2 separate regions of the Zea mays genome follow, and region 1 is linked to region 2. A link is a contact called in public Hi-C data. All regions are on one chromosome and are shown on one strand. Each heading gives the region's core, a stretch centred on a gene start, on an enhancer-like site or on the middle of the called end of the contact. The rest is flanking DNA. Distances are from core to core; before and after follow the strand shown.

The links. A called contact is a pair of places that touch in the nucleus more often than the background predicts.
Region 1: a contact with region 2 is called in a Hi-C map of leaf, with 2.1 times the contacts expected there. The contact joins the promoter of LOC109945996 here to the promoter of LOC100191795 in region 2. A contact is called at or near these places in 4 of 25 Hi-C or Micro-C datasets (bundle sheath, leaf and tassel).

The regions. Positions count from the first base shown.
Region 1 is chr4:15,566,397-15,572,824 of Zm-B73-REFERENCE-NAM-5.0, reverse strand. It overlaps LOC109945996, which reads right to left and starts at 2,366. Exons shown (of 9, transcript XM_020552472.2): 1 at 1,502-2,366; 2 at 340-487; 3 at 1-30.
Region 2 is chr4:15,353,513-15,360,085 of Zm-B73-REFERENCE-NAM-5.0, reverse strand. It overlaps LOC100191795, which reads left to right and starts at 2,725. Exons shown (of 11, transcript NM_001137220.1): 1 at 2,725-3,008; 2 at 4,046-4,531; 3 at 4,646-4,733; 4 at 4,830-4,892; 5 at 5,032-5,192; 6 at 5,309-5,384; 7 at 5,484-5,543; 8 at 5,636-5,743; 9 at 5,846-6,082; 10 at 6,312-6,436; 11 at 6,514-6,573. The coding sequence starts at 2,851.

The DNA.
Region 1 (6,428 bases), core at 1,117-3,616, 210 kb before region 2:
CGTTTCCCATCTCTGACAAATCCCTACGCGCTGATCACACTCACACCCAGAGGCAACAAAGATCAGATGCCCTATTCACATATGCTTCCAACAAGAAAAATGTCGGATATATGTAGCTGTAGAATGTCAACTAGTGGAACAGTTAACCAGGGCAGTTTTGCTGTCCTGCTGGCATGATACTTTTACCTCTTCAAAGATTATTATTTTATTATTATTACAAACAAACCTATCTTGCATGTTACTGCCACTTACCAGCAAAGGCGATGAATAGATTTTGCGAGGTTTATCTATGATATGATATACAAAACACATGAGAGAGAGAGAGAGAGAGTTAGTCACCTGCTCCATTGTGAGCTGAGCTTTTGGGGCGTTGCAGAGTCGTTTGGGCCTGGGCTTGTGCGTGTAGCCTGCATGTGATCGCCGCGATGAAGCAGAGCAGGAACACCAACTGCTCTAACCTCCTGCTCCTCGGTTCCATGCTAGCAAGCTGACCTCAGCAAAGCTCCAAGAATTACACTCCGATCTCGATTCAGGTATATAGAACCAAAAGAAACGATGCAACAGATCTGCAAACAAGCGCAACTCCTTTCCGCATGTGCTAAATAGATAAACCATGGCACTGGCTGTCTAATAAGTCAGTCAGTCGTCAGAACGTAACAATTCTAACGTACGGACGCAGGTTTCAGTTCAGACTGATTGAATTGTTGTTGGATGATGACCCTCCTGTCGCAGTTTGGGCTGGGCTGCTCAATCGGCTTCCTTCCTTCCGTGCCTAACTTTAACGGACAGGTGCGAGTCAAACAATAGTCATGGCGGGAATGTCACTCCGTTGAATACGGTAAGATTGGCAGTAGTGCTGGTTGAGTGTTTTCACACCAAGAAGACTGGATTCTGGAGCAATTTCAAGGAAAAAACCGAGTTCCAGACATATGACTACTAACATGTGAACGTCTGAAATTTAGGGGTGTTTAAATACACTGAAGCTAATAATTAGTTAGCTAAAAAATTACAGGTATAATTAACTGGCTAGCAAATAGCTAGCTACCTATTAACTAATATATTAAAAATAGCTAATAGCTAAATCATTATCTATGGTTTTTGGATATCTCCACCTAATTTTAGTTAATAACTATTAACTACAGTGCATTCAAACGTAGCCTCAGAACAGGGCTATGGATATTCAGACACCAGCTAACTATCAATATGTAGAGAAAAAAACGGGAAACAAAGCGCAGTATCAACATGCACATGAAAACAGAGCGATAGAGGGAAAAAAAAACTTTCTTTTGGCCGACTTGCAACTACTAAAATCAACAGAAAACCCCCTAGCAGAGCGGAAACGTAATCTCCAGTTCTTCCACGCTTCGTCGAAAAAATACAAGAAACCTGGCAGTAGTCTCAAACTGGAGAACAGCCAGGGCACCACGAATTCTAAATGCAAAGCCCTGAGCAGGAAGGAATGCATGGATCGAAGGAATCGCAAGCGCTGAAGCTCACTCACCTGGCGCAGAATTCTCCCCTGCTCCCATGCAAACGCTGAAGCTCCTCTCCTCTGCTCTGCTCTGGGCTCTGCTCTTGTAGCCGACGCAGAGGACGAACGAGCCCCAACCCAAGAGCGCGGTCGTTGCCGCGCGCCGTCGCCCAGCCGCCCAGCTACCACCTTCCTCCTCCTCCTCCTCGGGTCCCTCTCGCCATTCACCTAGTCACGCACGCGTCGTCGTACAGGCACGCATCCGACTCCCGGTCCTCCTCTTCTTCTCTACGAGTCCAACACGCGGCCACCTCTCCGTGTCAAACGCGGGCACCTGCAATGGGCGATGGCTTCCCTTTCCAAGGCATGCCGTGCGCGCTTGCTTGCTTATATACTCGGTGACGACGGTGAGCAGCAAAAGCAGGAGGAGGCGGTCGACGTGGACGCGGACGCGGACGGGAGCAAGCAAGGGAGTCTGAAATCTAATAAAGCGGCGCGCTTTCCTTGTCCATGGAGGAACTGGTAGGATGCGATGCGCTGCACCCGGCGCAGGCACGCACGCACGCTCGCTCGCTCGCTGCTGGCTCGCACCACCAAATCCCCCGAGCCAAGGAACGAATGTTAAAGCAGCAGGCGATCGATGACGACGGATAGAAAGAGAGAGAGAGAGAGAGAGAGAGAGAGTAGGAAAGGGTTTGAGCTGGAATGGAGTCCGTGGAACAGCTATTGTCGATTCAAACCCCATGGATTTGTTTCAGTTTCTCCTCTTGTTTAGTATTCGTTTTATCAGTTACCGTCTTTCTTCTCCTTCCTTTCTGCCGTGCAGCTTCCTTCAACAAAGCCGCGTCCGCGTGTTTGTGTGCGTGGTGGAGGTCGGCAGGAGCCGGGGGCGCCGGAGCAGGGAGATAACGGACAAAGTTGTAGACCGGTGCCGTTTTGCAGAATCGACCTCGGGGTGTCTGGGACGATGCATAAAATTCCTGAACGTGTTTTACAGTATCGCCTGCATAGAAATCGTTCGACCATGGTACACTGAAAAGTCTGAAACCAATATATATGTTCGAAGTACTATGTGGTTTTTTCTGAAAACACAGAGGCTGCGCAGCTTGCTCGAACCTAGAGATGGCCAAACGGGCCGCCCGGCCCGACCCGGCACGGCACGCCAGACACGGTTAGAAAATCGGGCCGGGCCGTCTAAACACGCAGGCTCAATTTCCTGTCCGAGCCCGGCCCGTAGCGCTGGCCCGTTTAGCACGAAAAAGCGGGCCGAAAAGCAGACTATGCGAGCCGGGAAGCACGTTTTAGTGTAAAAAAGCGGGCTTAACGAGCTTAGAGGTAAACGGGTCGTGCAGGGCTCGCGGGCCTCGTGCTTATTGGCCATCTATAGTCGAACCCCACGGACAAAGTTAAACCGCAATATAAGACATGGTGCTGAGTCGGGCGTAAGTCTTCACTGACGTCTATGTCAGTGGTGATGGTGGCGGCGCCCTTGTGGCATCACTCTATCTGTTGGGGCACCATTGGGAGACATCATGTCTCGGGTTCTCGAGGGTGTGAACCCTGTCCATCCTTGGACATGTGACGGCGGCGTCATTGGCGTCGTGCCCTCCTTGGAGACGTCGCATCTGAGGCCCATCTTGGTCAGGTAGTGACGGTGGTTGGTGGGTGGTGTTGCTCGTGCACAGCGGTAGAGGAGTGCCGTTGTGCGGAGATTTCTAAGTCCTTGGCAGAGGAGTGTGAGCCGGGTGATCGACGACCGTGCGTGTGGCTTGAGGGTGATTTCCCATGGTGGAGGAATTCCAGGTGTCGCTCAGGCTTGCACCGGGCTGCAGCTTTTGGCGTGGCACATCGTTGGCGACGACGGCGCAGTTCGTGGTGGCTTCTTTCGCTTCCTCTCCGAGTTTGTGGTGGTGTAGTGTTTTGTTGGGTGTGTTGTTTGCGTGGTGGTGGTGTTCGCTTCGGCGTGTTACTCTGTCGTCGTTGTGCTGAGTTTGGTATGGTGTCGACGTGTTGATGTCCCAATCCAACCGCCTGTTGCCTATCAGCCCATCTTGCGGAGTTGGAGCTGCTTGTCCCTTGTGTCGAGCTCGACAACGATAACTCTATTTAGGTTGTGTGTGTAGGGTTGTTGTTCTCTAGGCTGTTTGTGTGCTCTGTATAGGTTTCGGGCCCGGTTTCCTTAAAACTGGGTCAATTCTATTATTCTTAGGGCCTGTTTGTTTAGTTGGAATTGAATTCCATTTTAATAATTATAATTTAGACAAAACTAATTAAGTTTATATATTTATATATGTAATATATTTGTATATTATCCAAAATCATATGAGAGAGATAGTTATATACTACATTTATGTTATAGAGGCGCAAGTAGAAGAATGTGCTATAAGTTGTACATCGGAAAAATAACATGTAAATCTATAGAATCAATTTCCATCTCTCACCCCATGAATTTGAGGTAGGCTTATATGATAACTTTGGAAAGTGGTGGAATGTCATATTCTAAAAAAATAGCCTACTCCATTAGTAAGATTCCAATTCCTCGAAATGAAAGGAAACAAACGGGGCCTTAAATGAAAGGCACTAGAATCCATACAAATTTCTGAAAAAGAGCGAGGGGCTGCGCGTCAAAGAGAGCCGCAGGCAGAAAGAGGCGCAGGGGAAAAAAACGATTCTGCCGTGTTGCTTTCGGCTTCCACCTTTTTTTCCGCTTCTTTCATCCTTGCGTTCGCAGTAGTGGTGGCGTAGGAAGCTGAAGTTTTCTTGACCTTGGAAAAAAGAAAAGAAAGAAAAAGATCTGGAACGAACAGGCACAACAACTGTCAAATATCTACCGGGTGCCTGTATCAGTATTAGTGCTTAGTGGGAGTGGGGATGCTGAATTAGGTTTAGCTGGACAGCAGAGGTCAAAGCTTAAAAGCCTCCTATATTTGAAGCAACGGCTGAATAGGGGTGACCAACGAAGAACGTCGATCGGTTGGATTCTACGTGGATGGAATAAACTAGTTTTAGGAGTACATTTACTTGGTTACCACTTGACCAAACAGCTGGTGGTTCAGTAGCATTTGATATCCCAGTGTAATAGACCAATTGCAGTAGTTCTACAGTTCTTATTTCCCAAGCCAATAAGTAGCCGACTTTCAATATCCCAACTGAAATAATTTCTGGATTATGTACAAGTCTACAGGTTCAGGTACGTATTAAAGAGCTTCAGTTTCTGTCATACTATTTTTGCCAGATATTGTATGGGTCCGATAAATTAATTCCTAAAGTTGTCTTAAGTCAATCTTCTTAAAAGTTTAACTGATTAGTTAAAAACAAAAATGTTTGTGATACCAAATGAACATAATATAAGAAATAGTGCATAATAGAAATGACTTGGACATTACTAGAGATTCAATGCCAGTAAATGGTCTCCAGCTAGGGATCGACATCGTCGTCACCCTAGTGAGGCGACTGGCTAGATGGCACAACACTTTTAGATCTGAATGGTAAGCCTTTCATGCGAGACCACTCCGGTGACAATCCACCTAAGGCCTTGTTCGTTTGTGTCTGATTGCACCCGGAATCGTTCCAGCTAATCAAAGTTTATATAAATTAGAGAAGCAATCCGGTTAGGAATCGTTCCAACCCATCAATCCGGCACAAACGAACAAGGCCTAAGGGAGCATTCCACTCCGACGCTCATGATCCCTCGGTTCAAGGGAGGTCTTCCTGGTAGGAGTCATGGAGGGTCGTATAGGAAACAACCATATTTAACGAGGATTCGACATCTTTTCAAGGTGAAACCCCAATAGCTAAAGCAGTTCATGTTCCTCGCAATTTAGCAAGGGTGGAATAGAGGCACCAATGAGCAGTAAGGGCAAGATTGCAACAAGTCATCTCATAAGACGTGCATACATGATCTAATGAAACTGTTCGGCACAGGAACCAACGCCTAGACCGCAATCATGACAAGGAGAGAAGACACCAAGCTCAAGCTGAAGATAATGGATGTCAAGGTTAGCTGGTGAGACAAAGGAATCTCTTGTTTTAGATCAATACCGCAACCAAAGAAATTGAGTTCCATACCAATGTATGGTAGCTATCAAAATGGTGATTGATAGACTTCCACTGCCATCTGACAAAGAACTACTATAGGACATTGTAAACAAAGTCATGGCCATATCCATAGTCCTCGGGCTCGTCTTGCAACAAAATTTTGATGTCCAACCAGTGCAACTTCTACATATAGGACAAATCTTCTAAACGCAATACTCAATACTCTGAAGATATGTCGACATATGGATCTTTTAGTATGGGTAATTCGTCCCATCGAAAAATGGAGATTTGCCAACTCCTCATTTTATGTCGCCTTCATGGATTTCAGACCGATTAGGGTATGAAAATTCTTAACCAGCTCTGATACCAATTGAATGACCAGTGAGGCGACCAGAGAGGGGTGAATGGGAGACAATCAAATTTTGTTACTAAGAACTGGAAAGTGGGCTCTTAACTTCAATCGAGATGAAGAAATCACTGAAATCAAAAGCACATCAGTCAACCAATGATCTCATGATTTCAAAATGTTCCTCAAATAGGTCGTAACTTATGCTAAATAACATGAATATCATTTTTGCATTCACAATTTTCCATTTTTCGAGGGACTTGCAGTTCAAATCTGAATTAGCCGAAAAAATTCAATTAAACGAACAAAATGTAATAGTAATAGCAAACAATTTTATAATTGTGCCAAAATCGAACATGTAGGTCTACATAGTGTAGGAACACACCACAAAAATTTAGTGAAAAAAGAAAAAAAATAAAAACATACTTTGCCGAGTGTCAAAGGAAGACACTCGACAAAGTATTCTTTGTCGAGTGTCTGTTGGGGTGCTAGATCGCTGGCCCTCTCCTTTCACTCTCTCACTCATCGCCAGCACACACCAGAGCGTCGCCGCCTCGATCGTCGTCGTGCCGA
Region 2 (6,573 bases), core at 1,476-3,975:
ATAGATGCGCCAGACAATGGGTGGTCCGCCATTGCGAACAGCTGCTCGTCACTGTGGGCTGAGGTCGTGGGGTCTACCCTCTCCAGTTCTCCGTGAGATCATGTACAAGCTGCCTGCGTTCCCCTTCCCCGGCCGTTGTGCGGCTGCCGCAAGAATGTGTTGTGTTATCCGCGGCCTCCAACAGCAACGGGGCCACATGCAATCTACGGAAACTAAAATTCGACACTATTGCAGCTATAATTTATACAGATAAAAATATTATATCAGAAATAGAAACCAGAATTAAATAAATCTAAATTAAGAGGGCTAAAATCTGCTACTTCCACGCGCTCGGCGCGCCCGCGTGGCCGTGCTGTTGTAGTTGAGAGCATGCACTACATCTGTGCCACGTTTCCGGGGTTTCCCGATCCTAATTCACTCGCGTGCTTTTGATCGCATCTGATGAATTCTCAAAATCTACAGACGTATACTCCATCGCCATGTACGCACGCATCCTTTTCTAGCTTTTCTATACTGTTATAAATATATTTAGATACATATCTAAAACGAATTGTAATTTAGAATAAAGAATAGTAGGTTCTATTTACATTCACATATACGCTACAAATTGCTAAATCAACGCTTATCTATTCTAAGGGTGATTCCAGCAGCTCGTGCCAAGCATCACGGATGCTCCTTTTATTGGATTGCGAAACACTGTAGATTTCGTCGTGGACGCGGGCGCGAAGAAAGGGTGTCACATCCCTCTCTCTCCCCCCTACATATGGGTATCCTCTCTCTCTTCTCCTCTTGTTTTTCTCCCCTACATCTGTTCAACGTTATCCTAAACGGTAAACGGTAAACAATCAGTCATTCTCTGTTTAGAGTTTAATAGGTCTACACGAGCGTTAAAACAGACTGAAAAAATGGATTATACAGGATTAAACGGCATAAACAACCAATATAGTTAGCTACCGAGTAACGTTTAAACGACGTTTAAATGGTATAAACGACCGTTTGGGATAACACTGGTCTGCGTACCCTCTCTTTTGTCCCCTTGTTTTTTCCCGACCTGGTAATTACGATGAGTAAATAACTTTTCGATGAACCTGACTTAGACATGTAGAGTGGTGATTAATGTAGAGTCTTTTGAGGTGTTTAAAGGTGTTATTTGCAAAAAAAAAAAAAAAAAATCGTGGAGCCATCATCTCTCCGTGAAGAGACGCCCTCTGGCTCGTAACCCAAGTAGCAACAGACGCCTCACCTCACATGAACTGTACAAATTCGTCGTCCGTTCTATCGATCCGATATTGTACAAGCGCATTTATTTCTGTATTTATTAATAAATTAAATTTATAGACACTCTATTGTACAATAGAGTCTCTTAGCTATCTCTTGTGCTTGAAGAACCGTTTTGATGTCTCTCCATTTGTCATTAGCACGTAATCAGTCCACCATCACTAATTATTATATTACATACATATGACATACCTCACATGTCAACATTGACGTACGGTGAACAACTCAAACTTACAGTCAGGAAATCTTAAATAAAACACAAAAACGAGACATTATTTGTTCCAGTTAAGATAAGATGCAGCCAGCAGGAACCGAATAATATAGCATCACACGGATACGTTTATTAGGTATGTATGTGCCAACCAGACAAATAACACTCGATAGAGAAAGAAACGATGCGAGACAGTTGACATGCGGGGTTAAAAAATAAGAGGCAGTTCAGACAGACACAAGTCTTCGTGTTCGGTATACGATAATTGACCCATGTCCCGTATCAAACGTGGATTAAAAATAAACATCACGCTCGCAAGTCGGCACACGAGAGAGTAGATAAATACAAGTAACTTTTTCTCAATCAATGGCTAGCTCACCCATCAGCCCGCCGTCGCGTCGCCATTACTACCCCCCATCTTTATTATCTTAAAAACAAAAGGCGGCATCTCTCAACATCCGTAGCTAACAAATTGAAATATTATATACTAGTACTTGTAGTATTGTTGGGTTGCTAATCGAAATGCAAAAAAACAAAAAAAAAAAACACCAAGGACGAAAAGGCGTAGTAGTGTGTTGGCAGTGGCAGCGTCGCGAGCGATAAACGTAAACCCACCCCCCACCACACCACACCACTGTGTGCTTAGCAGCCAACCCAACCTAACCCGCCGGACACGTCAGTCTACCACCAGTTGTCACCTGTCCACTCCACTTCCGCGCCAACACGCACGCCGCACGGCAACACCCACCTGGTCCCCACGTCCCTCGTGGGCCCGGTAGGCGCCGCCGGCAGCCCGTGTCATCCCTGGGCCCTGGCTCCAGCCAGAGTTGGCGCGGCCGAAGCGTGTTGTCTGTCCTCCCGCCGCGCCAGCAGCACTGGGAGTGGGCGGTGGCGCATCGCTAGGCGCGCGCTACGTGTGCATCGGCCGCCACCACTCGTGTGCCCGCGGGCGCAAGCTGCTGCGTACGCGCAGACTGCCACGCGGGCCCCGCAACGTCGACCCCGGTCGTTACAACTCCCCGGCCCCTTTCTCTCCCGCGTGTACGCCTCTCCTCTTTCTCTTTCTCTCTCTACACACCGCTCTCTCTCTCTCTCTCTCTCTCTCTCTCTCAAACTCTCTGAAGCCACCGTGGAGCGGCAGGATGCCGGCGTGGTGGAAGAGCAAGGGCAGGAGCAAGTCTAGCAAGGCGGCCGGAGCGGCGGCGGCGGCGGCGGCGGACGAATCGATCGCGGCGGCCGCTGCCATCGGCGATGTGAAGGAGGAGAAGGGGAAGAAGAAGGCGAGCAGCTTCGACGAGGCGCTCCTCGCCAAGGGCGTCCGCGGGAAGCAGCAGCATGCGCCGGCGGCGGCGGGGGAGGGTATGGGGCTCCCGCTCCCGCTCCCGCGCCCGGCGTCCTTGCCGACGCCGCTGCCGTCCGCGTCCGCGTCGGCCTCCGCCTCGGCGTCGGCGTCCAGCGGCGGCGACTCCTCGCTGGGGTCCTCCACGTCCGACGACCAGCTGGATCTCGGGGTTTACAGGTGAGACATGGGGCAGCGCACGGCGCGGCGGTTGGTCCACCACCGGTGGCTTCTTTGGGTGGGTGGGTGGTTGGTTGGTTCACGGGGAAGCTAAAGTTGCGCCGTTTGGTGCTGTCCCCGTGCAGGATTTGGTGTAAAGCGCGCTCGTTTTTTTTGGGCCGCTAGTAATTAGCAGTTCCTGAACCTTATTATTATTTTTGGCTGCTGAATCTCCTTGTGGATGGATTCGCTTGGTTGCCCGTCCGATTGAATTCAAGGTGAACTGACGAGTGGGAGCCGTATGCTATATTCCCAAATGGGTTCGGGTGCCGAGATTTGTTTAACTCTCTGTGTTTGAAATATTTGATGTTTGCTTGTTTGATTTTTATTGGGCGACTTGGATTTTGGAGCTGCAATTTTCGATGTGTTATCTGCTAAATTTTGCATTCTCTGGGTATGCTTTAGTGCCCAGTTTAGAGCGTTGACCTTTTGCCTTCTGAAATTTGTCCAACCTGTAGACAAATAGTAACACGCTACTCTGAAATTCGGTCAGTTTTTTTTCTTCTAATGTACAAATTCCATCAGTTCGGAGGATTTCTGTGGCTATTTGAATTTTGGGGGAATTGCTCCAATTGATTTACGGATTCCATTATCCTATTACGACTTATACTATGCCTAAAACACTTCTGTTGATGATTGCTTCTGAAACGAGTTCATTCATCTTCTTACATTCGGGTGGACTTCTTTGATGGGCTCGGTTCTTCTAGTCTAATTACAGATATTAAAATATATATTTTGACACTTCGAAGCAATATTTAATCCAAAGATACCTCATTCATTGGAGACGTTTTTTGTTTGAGAAAAATATTCCCCCTTTTTCTGTATCCTTGCATGATTACAAAGTAGGAGGGAATAGTTGTCTAAGGAAATAATTGCGCTTCGATAGTAAAAAAAAATACTATTGATTGAGATACGACATCATGTAAAGGCAAAGTATCACTATTTGTTTATCGAAGACATGCATTTCTGAGAGTTGTTTCCTATGTCCGATTTCATAGGTTGTCAGAAACAAGCAGCACTCTTCTGGGCAGAACAGTAGCAATTGAATCCCGGAAACAAAGTCAGGTGCCAGCAGAGGGGACCATTTTCACCAATAATCAGGCTGTGGAGCATACCCGGTTGTCTGAAACATCAGTTTCCCCAAGGAAAGAATTTCGCCCTCAAAATTTGGATCTTGCAAATGATCGAACTACATACTGCCGTGGTCGGAGATCAACCGAAATCGTGTTCAGTACACAAGTGCCCACTTCTCCTCCTAGTTCAAGAGGACATCACTATCAAAATTCGCCTGTGCCATCAAGAACATTTGGGCAATGCCCTGCATCTCCTACTTCATGGCAGGATGATTCGCGAAGCTCAAGCTCACCCCAACCACTTCCTCTTCCTCCAGGTTCCCCATGCTTGCCTTCCTCTTCTCTACAGTGGAAGAAGGGGAAGTTGCTAGGTAGTGGGACGTTTGGGCAAGTATACATGGGATTCAACAGGTACTTGGCCTGATTTTGAAGCATTGTGTTTTTCTCACATTTTTTTGGATGAGTTATTGTATTCGTTTCGTTTTAACACCATACAAACTCATATTAGAAATATATGCTATGCAGTGAAGGTGGTCAAATGTGTGCAATTAAAGAGGTTAAGGTCATTTCAGATGATTCTAACTCAAAGGAGTCCCTCAGGCAGCTAAATCAGGTGATAATATACTACGGAAATATTGTAAATATTGGCATCAATGTTGTAGAAGAAACTGTATTGCTTTCTCGGACTGACACTAGTTGATATGTACAGGAAATCGTGCTGCTGAGTCAGCTGTCACATCCAAACATTGTTCAGTACTATGGCAGTGATTTGGTAATTACTGAATTAACAGTGATCTTCTAGGATTACATAATAATCATTCATAACACTCATAAGCAGTGCAATTACAACCTTGAAATTAAGCATTGATACAATGGTCATATTAATATGTGTGTTTTATGCTATAATGCAGTGCAATGAGACACTCTCGGTCTATCTCGAGTATGTTTCTGGGGGCTCTATCCATAAGTTGCTTCAAGAATATGGTCCGTTTGGGGAGGCAGTGCTTCGGAATTACACAGCACAAATCCTTTCTGGCCTTGCATACTTGCATGGGCGGAATACAGTGCATAGGTATTTGGCAGTCAATACCATCATCAATATATAAGATACAATTGTCTTTTATTCTTTCGTACCACATGCCAGTTTTAGCATCTTTACTTATTAACGGAAGTTTACTTATCTGACAGGGATATCAAAGGGGCAAACATACTTGTAGATCCTAATGGTGACATCAAGCTTGCTGATTTTGGTATGGCGAAACATGTAAGTGCTAAACTCTGTCAATCATCTCACAATTCAATAGTTAGCTGCCTGGCTTTCTTATCTTATGATTTTAATCAATAATCTGTTATGTGTACACAGATATCAGCATATACATCTATCAAATCCTTCAAAGGGAGCCCTTACTGGATGGCACCAGAGGTGAGGCTACTGAAGTTGAAGTATCTTGTTGATTCCCCCTAGTGAACAGAAACTAAAAGGCTTGAATTCTTTCTTTTCATGCCAAAATTCAGGTTATTATGAATAGCAATGGTTACAGCCTTTCAGTAGACATTTGGAGCCTTGGCTGCACCATTCTTGAGATGGCAACAGCAAAGCCTCCTTGGAGTCAGTATGAAGGGGTGAGTTATTGACTTAATGGATGCAATCATTTTTACATGCTTATCAATTATGATGACTATTCTTCCATTGATCATCTGCTAATATTTGGATGGATTTCACAGGTGGCAGCAATATTCAAAATTGGCAACAGCAAAGACATACCAGATATCCCAAATAATCTTTCTTCTGAGGCAAAAAGTTTCCTGAAACTCTGCTTGCAGCGTGATCCTGCTGCCCGCCCTACAGCTGCTCAGCTGATGGATCACCCTTTTGTCAAGGACCAGGCTACAGTCAGGAGTTCCAGGTCCAGTATCACAAGGGATATGTTTCCTAATTCAACTGACGGAAAAAACAGCAGGGTACGTCATCCACATACTGCCTCCGATTTTGGGACTAATATTATCAAATAGATGCCCCTTTATGAAATCGGCTTGTGTTCTGTATTAGAGCATGATAGAAGATATGCATGTATATATATACATGTAAAACTGTAAAGCTGATCACAATTTATTACGATTTGTCACACCGATCATATTCCAAGGTTCCATGTTCCTTCATGATTTCTTAATGGTGTGCTTTTTTCTCCAGGTGAAAATTGAAACTTCGTCATACAGAAGTTTATCTCCTTTAAGAGATCCTGATATCCTTGGAAGAAACTTGCCAGGACCAACATCCCCTATTCCTTCGACATCAAGTCGCAGGATCGCAGCATTGTATGTTCTCCTTCTGTCAGATTTATATCAATTTACATATTGTGAACTGTGTCTCAACCGATCTCTCTTTCGTCCAGGAACACATCCAATGTTCGGATGAACATGTCGCTGCCTGTCTCTCCCTGCTCTAGCCCGCT